Regions from separate parts of the Sus scrofa genome. Here region 1 is linked to region 2. The links are chromatin contacts, called in public promoter capture Hi-C maps. All regions are on one chromosome and are shown on one strand. Each heading gives the region's core, a stretch centred on a gene start, on an enhancer-like site or on the middle of the called end of the contact. The rest is flanking DNA. Distances are from core to core; before and after follow the strand shown.

Region 1 (4,140 bases), core at 1,040-3,539, 330 kb before region 2:
TCCCTTACGTGCCGTCCCTTTAGGCCAGGGCGGCCCCCATTAACCGTTCCACGAGGTGGGTTTGCTTGACGGGGGATTTTAGTGGGGGTTTTGCTGGGTTTGCTGCCTGAGAGGGGCAGGTTTGGGGGATTTAGTTACACGTAGGGGTGCCGAAATAAAAGGCAGCAAAAAAACCCAGGAGGGCCAGAAGCAAAAGGAGGTGCATACTGGTTGTTAAAAGTGCTTTTTGGTTTGAGGAAGATTTATGAAATCTTAATCTCCAAAGGTAGCAGGTACAGAGGCCCTAAGCGAGGGCAAATCTGCAGATTAGAAGAAACCGGATCCAGTCTGACGTGGCGGTGGTGCTGGTGGGGAGGCGGTGGAAGGAAGGGGTCAAAACGGCTTTAATAATTAAGAATCACCAACATGCTGCGCAGTCAGTCCTTCAAGAGCAGCAAATGCAAACACCACTGGAGGGACAGACCATACTGCGTCACTGTCTCCTGCTCTTAATTTTTTTACTTTATTTTATTTTTGCTTTTTAGGGCCATACCCACAGCATGTGGAAGTTCCCAAGCTAGGGGTCTAATCGGAGCTGTAGTCACTGGCCTACACCACAGCCACAGCAACGCCAGAGCCAAGCCACAGCTGCCACCTACACCACAGCTCATGGCAACGCCGGATCCTTAACCCACTGAGCGAGGCCAGGGAACACACCCGCATCCTCATGGATACAAGTGGGGTTTGTTACTGCTGAGCCACGAAGGGAACTCCTGTCTCCCTCTTTTTATGTTTATTTTTTATTTATTTATTTTTCTGTCTTTTTGCCTTTTCTGGGGCCGCTCCTGCGGCATATGGAGGTTCCCAGGCTAGGGGTCAAATTGGAGCTACAGCTGCCGGCCTCCCACAGCCACAGCCACGCGGGATCTGAGCCGCGTCTGCAACCTACACCACAGCTCACGGCAATGCCAGATCCTTAATCCACTGAGCGAGGCCAGGGATCGAACCCGCAACCTCATGGTTTCTAGTCGGATCCGTTAACCACTGCGCCACAACGGGAACTCCTGTCTCCCTCTTTTTAAAACGTAAGCTCCTTGGCGGCAGGATTTTTGTTTTTCCCCATCACTGACCCTCTGTCCCCCCGGGGGTTCTCATCCTGAGGGCACCCCCGCCCCCATTCACTCAGGTGTCAGCAGAGCCCAGAGCATAGCAGGTGCTCCAACGACTTGAAAAGGAAGTGCAGTAAAAGCTCTTAAGCTTCCATTTTCATTAGAAAAGACAATAACAGGCAGTTCCTGCTGTGGCGCAGTGGAAACGAATCTGACTAGGGTCCATGAGGATGCGGTTCCATCCCTGGCCTCGCTCAGTGGGTGAAGGACCCGGCGTGGCCGTGAGCTGTGGTGTAGGTCATAGATGTGGCTTGGATCCCGCATTGCTGTGGCTGTGGTGTAGGCCCGCAGCTGCAGCTCCGAATGGACCCCTAGCCTGGGAGCCTCCATATGCCGCGGGTGCAGCCCTAAAACATAAACAAAGCAAGCAAGCAAGCAAGCCAGCCACAACTCATCAACGCGCAAATTGTAGAACAGTGGCATCTCGGATTAGGCAAGCCCACAGAGGCCCTCTTGTCTATGGGGTTCTAGGGTCTCTGCGGGAAACTGGTCATATCAGATGTTCACATTATTAATCCCTGGCGGAAACGAGCCATCTGGCGCAAATTAGGCCAGAGAAAACTTTGTATCTTTTGTTCTATGACAGTCGGGATAGGGCTCATCTTAGTCCGGATTCAAACCACGGGCTCCAGTGCTAAATGCCCGGGGCGCGTGGGGAAATGCAAAATGCAGGTTCCTGGGCCCCCAAAGACAGTCATCAGGCCCCAGGTGAGGAGGCCTGGCGGCCCTCCCGCGTGGACAAGCCCGGCGATGCCCGAGAAGCGCAGCCACAGCGCCGGCCTGGAGCCCCCGCAGCCCGCCCCCAGAGCCGCGCGCGCTGACCTCGCCGCCCAGAGCACAGTCCCTCGAAGCGCGGCCGCCAGAGCTGCCCTCGACCGGAAGTGGAGCAGCGGAAACCGATGCCCTTGACCGAACCTAACATGGCCACCAACGCCTAGCTGCCGTCTCAGCGGGCGCCCTTCCTGCCCGGAGTAAAGATGGCCGCCACAGGCGGGGCGTGAGCCAGCCGCCTCGGATCTCCCCGCCCCCTGTGCCCAACCCTCCCGGCGGCACGCTGACCCGGGCCCTTCCTATTGGTGGCCTCCCGTGGCGAGCTCGGATTGGGCCACATGAGGACGGGGCGGAGCCATCCAACCAATAGCAGCGCGAGGGATGGTGAAGGGCGGGGCCCCGGCCGGCGCCGTCAAGTAGGCCCGGGAACCGCCGGCGCTGCTGAGCCGGTGGGCGGCCGAGGGTCGGAACGCTCGGCGGGTGCTTGCTGGACCTCGGCCGGTGCCCGCGCGGCCGCGTTCCCGTGGCGCTGTCCGCCTTGGCCCGCCATGCGCCTTCCGGTCCCGTCGCTGGGGGTGCTGCTGCTGCTGCTTCTGCCGCCGCCTCCCGGCGAGGCCACCAAGAAGCCGACGCCCTGTAAGCGCTGCCGGGAGCTGGTGGACAAGTTCAACCAGGTGTGCCGCTCCGCGAGGACATGGAGCCAGGGGGTGGGCCTGGGTCGCCCCTCCGTGGACTCGGGGATCACCCCACGATGGGCCCAAGGTTGCCGCACTGTGGACCTGGGGTCACCTCGCCATGGACTAGATTTGCCCTGCTGTGTACTGTTACACCCCCCAACCCCCCGCCATGAACCAGGGTCCCCACACCATGGACCCAGGGTTGTCCTGCCATGGATTGGGTCACCCCACCATGAATCTGGGGTCACCCCTGCTATGGAACCGGGGTGACCCTGCCATGAACAGGGGTGAGGCAGCAGCGCCACCTTTCCCCCGCAGGGTATGGTGGACACAGCAAATAAGAACTTTGGAGGTGGAAACACAGCTTGGGAGGAAAAGACACTGTCCAAGTATGAATTCAGGTAGGCACCCTGCTCTGAGCGGCCCAGTGCCTGCCTTTGGTGACATGTCCCCGGGAGCACTGATGATACAGAGTCCCTTTGGCACCGGCACCTGTCCTTACCTGGTGCCGGTGCCAAACACAGGTGGGGAGTTCCCACTGGGGGTCAGTGGTTAAGAACCCGCCTAGTAGCCAGGAGGATGTGGGTTCACACCTTGGTCTTGCTCAGTGGGTTAAGGATACAGTGTTGTTGTGAGCTGTGGTGTAGGTCACAGATGTGGCTCGGATCTGGTATTGCTGTGGCTGTGGCGTAGGCCGGCAGCTGCAGCTCCGATTCGACCCCGAGCCTGGGAACCTCCATGTGCCACAGGTGTGGCCCTAAAGAAAACCAAAAACCAAAAAACAGATGGAGCTCACTCCCTCCCCACCGCAGCTCCAGCCCCATCCTGCCCATGGCAGGGGTTCCCCCGCTGGACCCCACACCTGATGGGCCACCCTGACCACCCCTGCCCTCCGCCTTTAATTCTCCGCCTGGCACTGACAGCCCCCAGCTCCATTTGGGGTCTCTGTTGAGGGTTTTTTCAGTGAAGCGCCACGGTCCCTCGGGCCTGGCCTCCGGACCTCCCTGTAGAGGGCGCTGTGCCCTGGCCTTGCGGTGCTGACGGCCTGTGCGTGTTGCAGCGAGGTCCGCCTGCTGGAGATCCTGGAGGGCCTGTGCGGGAGCAGCGACTTCGAGTGCAACCAGCTGGTGGAGGAGCACGAGGAGCGCCTGGAGGCCTGGTGGCTGCGGCTGTGAGTGCGCTCCTCCTTCTGGGAAACAGCTTTGGAAAGGCTGTCCGATGTAGCAAAGCCGGCGACGCGTTGCCCGAGCCTGTTTTCTCCCTCGCTTGTGTCCCAAGCGCGACCTGGAGGGACTCAGCCAGACGGGCCGCGGGTGCAGACCCGCCTTTCCCGAGCCCAGCCTGCTCCGCGCTTTCCGCTCAACTGAGTCTCGGCGCTGAGGAGCGCTGTCACGTGAGGTTTAGGGACGCTTTTTAAAACCCTCAGGAAGAAGAAGCATCCTGACCTATTTGAATGGTTTTGTGTGAAAACACTGGAAGTCTGTTGTCCTCCGGGAACTTACGGGCCGGACTGCCTGGGTACGTTTTTCTACCGGGGCTCTTGA
Region 2 (4,454 bases), core at 1,000-3,499:
AGAGGCAGGAGGGTGGCCTGAGATGCAGCCAGTGAGAGAGCCCAGTGCCCCACCCACCCTAAGCAGCCATCCCGCCCTGCCCGCTCGTCACCCCAGGGAAGCACCGGTGTGAGTAACCGGCCCAAGGTGTGTCCATGACCTGGGCCCTGGAGGGCAGCCTCAAAGGGCCCTGGGGCCACGGTGCTAAGGCCTCTGGGGTGAAGGGGGCTCCTGGCTGGGCCGCTGCCCTGGGCCCCAGGGAACAGGGTTCAGGACTCCCTCCGCACCCTCGCCCCCCCCCGCCCCCTGGAGGGGCCCGGGCCCGCACCAGGCCCTCCCAGCAGGGCCTGCCTGCGACCTCTGGCGGTTCTCCAGCCCAAGGGTGACGCATCGCCCCCACCCTGCCCCCAACCGGTCTGAGCAGCCGCGGAGGTGGCAGAGCTGCCCAGACTTGCCTGTCCCTCCCTTCGGAGGCTCTCTGCGCGGCCCCGGAAGCGGATCTCTCTCCCAGGGCTGTGGCCTCCCCCCTTGGGTGGCTGGACACGGCTGGATAATCCAAAATAATTCCTTCTTGGCAGGCGGCCGGTGGGGGAGGGGGGGACTTGCATTCCAAACCCTTGTTTTTCTCTAACTTCCCTCCCCTCCGGGGGCAAGGAGCCCCAGCCAGACCTCAAGCCCCCCTTCCTCAGAAGGAGGTGGCCCCCCCATAGGTAAGGGGAGGGAGGAGGTGGGAGGCTGGGACCATCTGCGTGCGCTCAGTCTCCTCCGGGAATTCCTCAAAGCTGACACACCACCAAAAATACCCAAGGGGCCCGGCCAGGCCCACGGTGACCCTCCTAGGGACCCTCACCTCAGAGCACAGCACCCCCCGCAGGTGTCCAACCCTCAGATGCTCCCCTCTGTGCCAGGATACCATCTGGACGCGGGGTCAGGCCGAAAGCCCCCAGCCCCCTGGGCTTGTTCTCCCACCTCCACAGGTCCTGCCCCACCTCTGCCCCAGGGGGGCACTGGGGCTGAACTTAGACCTGGAAGGAGGAGCTCCCCAGGGCAGGTATGGGCCCAGAGAGTCCCCAAGCCCCAGAACATTCCACGAGCTTTGGGGCTGAGCCTCACCCCCAGGCCTGACCCCCACCACAGGCCCCGAGCCCAGCCAGACCCCTTCCTTCTTTTTCCAAGTTGTTGGCAAGAGCCCAGTGACGTGGCAGGAAGCGCTGAGGCTCTTGAGCTCAGGGACTCCCCTCAAAATCTGCCAGACAGCTGAGCGCAGAGGAGTGGGAAGGGTCCGTCTGGGAGGGCTTCCTGCAGGAGGAGGCACACAGAGGTGCAGGGCCCGAGCCTGAGGGGGCAGGGCCCAGGCGGCCGGCAGAGACTTCCTGGGCCCCAGAGTGTCCACCCAAACCGCACCCCAATAAACCTTGGCAACTGGGCGCAGGCTGCGCGGCGAAGCAGGCGGGGACCCCCGGGACCTGCCCAGCGCTGGGCTGCGCCCGGTCCCAGCCCAGAACTGCGCACCCGCCTCGCAGCCTGCCAGGTGCGGACCAGGGGCTCCCAGGGCGGTCCTGGCTGCCGCCCTCCTCACAAGGCCCCGGGGGTGCGGGGCGCTGAGGCCCGACCACTGCCCAGCTTCCCGGGGAGAAAGCCGCGGCTCCGCCTCGGCCGCCGCCGGGGAACCAGAGCTGGGGTGGGGAGGCGGTGCAGGCCTGGAGCTCTGGCACAACGGAGACCATCTCCGCCCCCTGCACCGATCTCCGAGGCCAGAGGAGCGGGGGCGTGAGCAGGGGGGGAGCTCTGGGAGCCCCAAGGGGTCCGAGGGGCTCCAGAGGGACGCGGGCGGCGGGAGGGGCCGCGGCGCCCGGCCGGGGCCCCCTGGCTGCGCCGGGCCCGCTGTCTCGGGCTCCGCAGGCCTCGCCCGCCACCTGGAAGAGCGTGGGGCGGGAGTGGCCCGGCCCCGGACGGCCCGACACACAGACGGCGGCAGAGGCCCGAGTCGCCCTCCGCCGGGCGGCAGCGGCCCGAGTCCCCCTGCGTCCCGAGCGCTCCAGGCCAGGGCGGAGCGGCGCGGCCGGCCACCCGCCCCCCCAGCCGGCCGCCCCGCGGGCCCCGCACCGCATCTCCGTACCTGCACGTCCGCCGCCGAGGCTCGATGGCGCCCGGGCCGCGCTCGGCGCTGTGCTGCGGCCCGCGCGGCTGCCATGGAGACGGGCCTTTGTGTGGCCGAGGAGGGGCCGGAGCGCGCGGGAGCAGCGGCCCCGCCCCCGGCGGGGAGCGGGGGAGGGGAGGGGAGGAGCGGGGGAGGGGAGAGCGGAGGGGGGAGGGCGGAGGGAGAGCAGGGGCCCCACGGGCGGGGCGCCCCCCGCGTCCCTGGTGCCCGCTGGCCACGGTGGGCGCGGCGCGTTCGCGGGCCTGGTTCGGGTCCAAGTTGGCGCCAGGGGAGCCCCGGTCTGGGTACTGGAGGAGAGCGGGGGCCAGACCGAGGTCCCCGAGGCACCCTTGCAGTTCTGTCGGAGAGGGGCCGGCCACCAGCACCCCTTCCCTCACACTGGGGAACAGGCCAGGCGGGCCACGCCCTTGCCCTGTGGGGGGGCTCGGAGCTGCTGGGTCTTGCCTCCCACCCTCCTAGGGGAAGAGGGCACCTGCCCTGTGTCCCCTCAAGTACATCCTTGGCCTCCATCTGCTCTCCTACTCCCTGGGACCCCCCCCCCCAGTGAGCCTTTGGGGACCTGTGCACAGGACCCAGTTACTCTCTCGGGTGCTCGCAGGTGGGTGGTGAGATGAGCCTCTCCCAGGGCTCCAGCTCTGGACTAGAGTTTGCCCCACGTCCGTCCGGCCACTCCAGCCCCTACCCATCCTGGTCCTGATGCCCCCAGCCCCTCAGACTTGAGCAGGGGGGGGGCTCCACTGCCCCCCACCCACAGTCTCCAGCAGAGGACCCAGGAAGGATGTGGGACCCTTCCCCAGCCCTAACCTCTACTTCCATACCGGGACGCCCCCTCCCATCTTTGGGGACCCACTCTCCACCCAGCCCTTCCCCTCCCTGCAGATGCTCCATTTCCTCTATCTCAGCCTCCAACCCAGATGAAGCCACTGGAGATGGTGGGTCACCCGTCATCGGTTCTTCCTGCTACCCTCCCACCCCCACCCAGCCGGCCAAACCTTCACCCCTTCGGCCCTGAAGCAAATCACACCAAGACCCACCCCACGTTCATCACAGGGGACCCTCAAATAACCAAGTTCTGACAGGGATGCCAACTTTTGTCAAAAAAGGAAATTAAAAGACAAGCATTGTGTCACAGGGCATTTTAATACCAAAGATGTGGGAAGGCCACCATCCCAGCCTAAAAGAGAGTCTTTAAATAGAGTGCAGGAAGCTGGGGGGTGAGGACTGTCCTTCCTGTCCCTGCAGCCGCCCACTGGCGCCCTCCACCCCACCCCCACCCCGGGCCCACGCACACCACTACCCTCACACCCCGGCCTCAGACCAGGAGTTGCAGCCCCTCCAGGCCCTGCTGCCCAGGGGCTCTGGTAGGAGATGGCTCCGCCTCTTCTGCCCACCTGCCCCCCCTGCCCTCCTCACTCTCTGACCCCAGCCCCGTGGGGGGACAGAGGCTCAGCCAAGCCAGAGCCGCCCTGATCCTGGCAGGGAAGGCAGGAGTCTCTGGGGAGATGGAGTTGGCAGGACTCCACACCTAGCCCCCACCCCGGCTGCACTGTGCCCGGAAACCTTGTCTGGGCCCTCCTCGGCCCAGGCACCCAGGGAAGGCTTCAGATTCTGCCCCCCCCAGCCCCTCGCAGCACTGCCCACCCTGCCAGGTGTCCCTCTTGAAGACAACCCGCGCTGAGGTGCTGCGCAGACGCAGCCAGAGCCCTCCAGATGGCACGCAGGAGTCGGAGACCTCCTGGACGGAGGGCAGCTGAAGTCCCCCATGCAGCCCTTGGCTACTTGGGAAGGGAGGTGACCGTGCTCTGCGCTGAAGTGATGGCTGGGGCACCCCGCTCTCGGGTGGGGTCACGATGTCCCAAGCCACCCCCATGCCCGGCAGCCATGGCCCTTGGGCCACTCCCCAGACCAGACAGGCTGTCCACAGTGGTGCTTGGGGCCCCAAGGCCCTTCCGCACTCCCCGCCTCCAGCTGGTTCTCTCTCTCTGCTGCCTCTACGCTGCTGTCAGACTGCAGCCGTGCACCAGACTGTGCTCAGTTTTCTGCAGGACGGGGCCATGCCAGCTGTCTGAGGCTGTGGTCAGGGCCAGACAAGTCAATGCTGGCAGCTCTGAGACCAGCGCCTGCTGTCCCCTGGTGGCGTCACCACACGACGCCACTTGGGAGGGCCTGGACTGTGGGGCTTCAGCAGACAAGGGAAGGCCCTGCCAGGACCAGCTCAAGCAGCCGTGATGCCCATGTAGGCACCTTCAGGGCCCTGCCCCTTGACGAGGCGTCAGGGTTGGGTAAGGTGGAACTTACCCGAAGGCCTCACCCC

The links. Promoter capture Hi-C pulls out the DNA fragments that hold promoters and counts their contacts.
Region 1: a contact with region 2 is called in a promoter capture Hi-C map of fetal skeletal muscle, with 3 times the contacts expected there. The contact joins the promoter of CRELD2 here to the promoter of PLXNB2 in region 2. A contact is called at or near these places in 1 of 5 promoter capture datasets (fetal skeletal muscle), 3 of 47 Hi-C or Micro-C datasets (heart right ventricle, liver and retroperitoneal adipose tissue) and 1 of 2 datasets of contacts at active chromatin or transcription factors (alveolar macrophages).

Annotation. Positions count from the first base shown.
Region 1 is chr5:714,915-719,054 of Sscrofa11.1, reverse strand. CRELD2 (cysteine-rich with EGF-like domain protein 2) reads left to right here and starts at 2,289. Exons shown (of 10, transcript XM_003126783.6): 1 at 2,289-2,593; 2 at 2,915-2,997; 3 at 3,657-3,767; 4 at 4,023-4,114. The coding sequence starts at 2,468. It overlaps ALG12 (dol-P-Man:Man(7)GlcNAc(2)-PP-Dol alpha-1,6-mannosyltransferase), which reads right to left and starts at 2,127. Exons shown (of 10, transcript XM_021091350.1): 1 at 1,971-2,127.
Region 2 is chr5:388,142-392,595 of Sscrofa11.1, reverse strand. It overlaps PLXNB2 (plexin-B2), which reads right to left and starts at 2,249. Exons shown (of 38, transcript XM_021091289.1): 1 at 2,099-2,249. It overlaps DENND6B (protein DENND6B), which reads right to left. Exons shown (of 20, transcript XM_021091320.1): 20 at 3,262-4,454.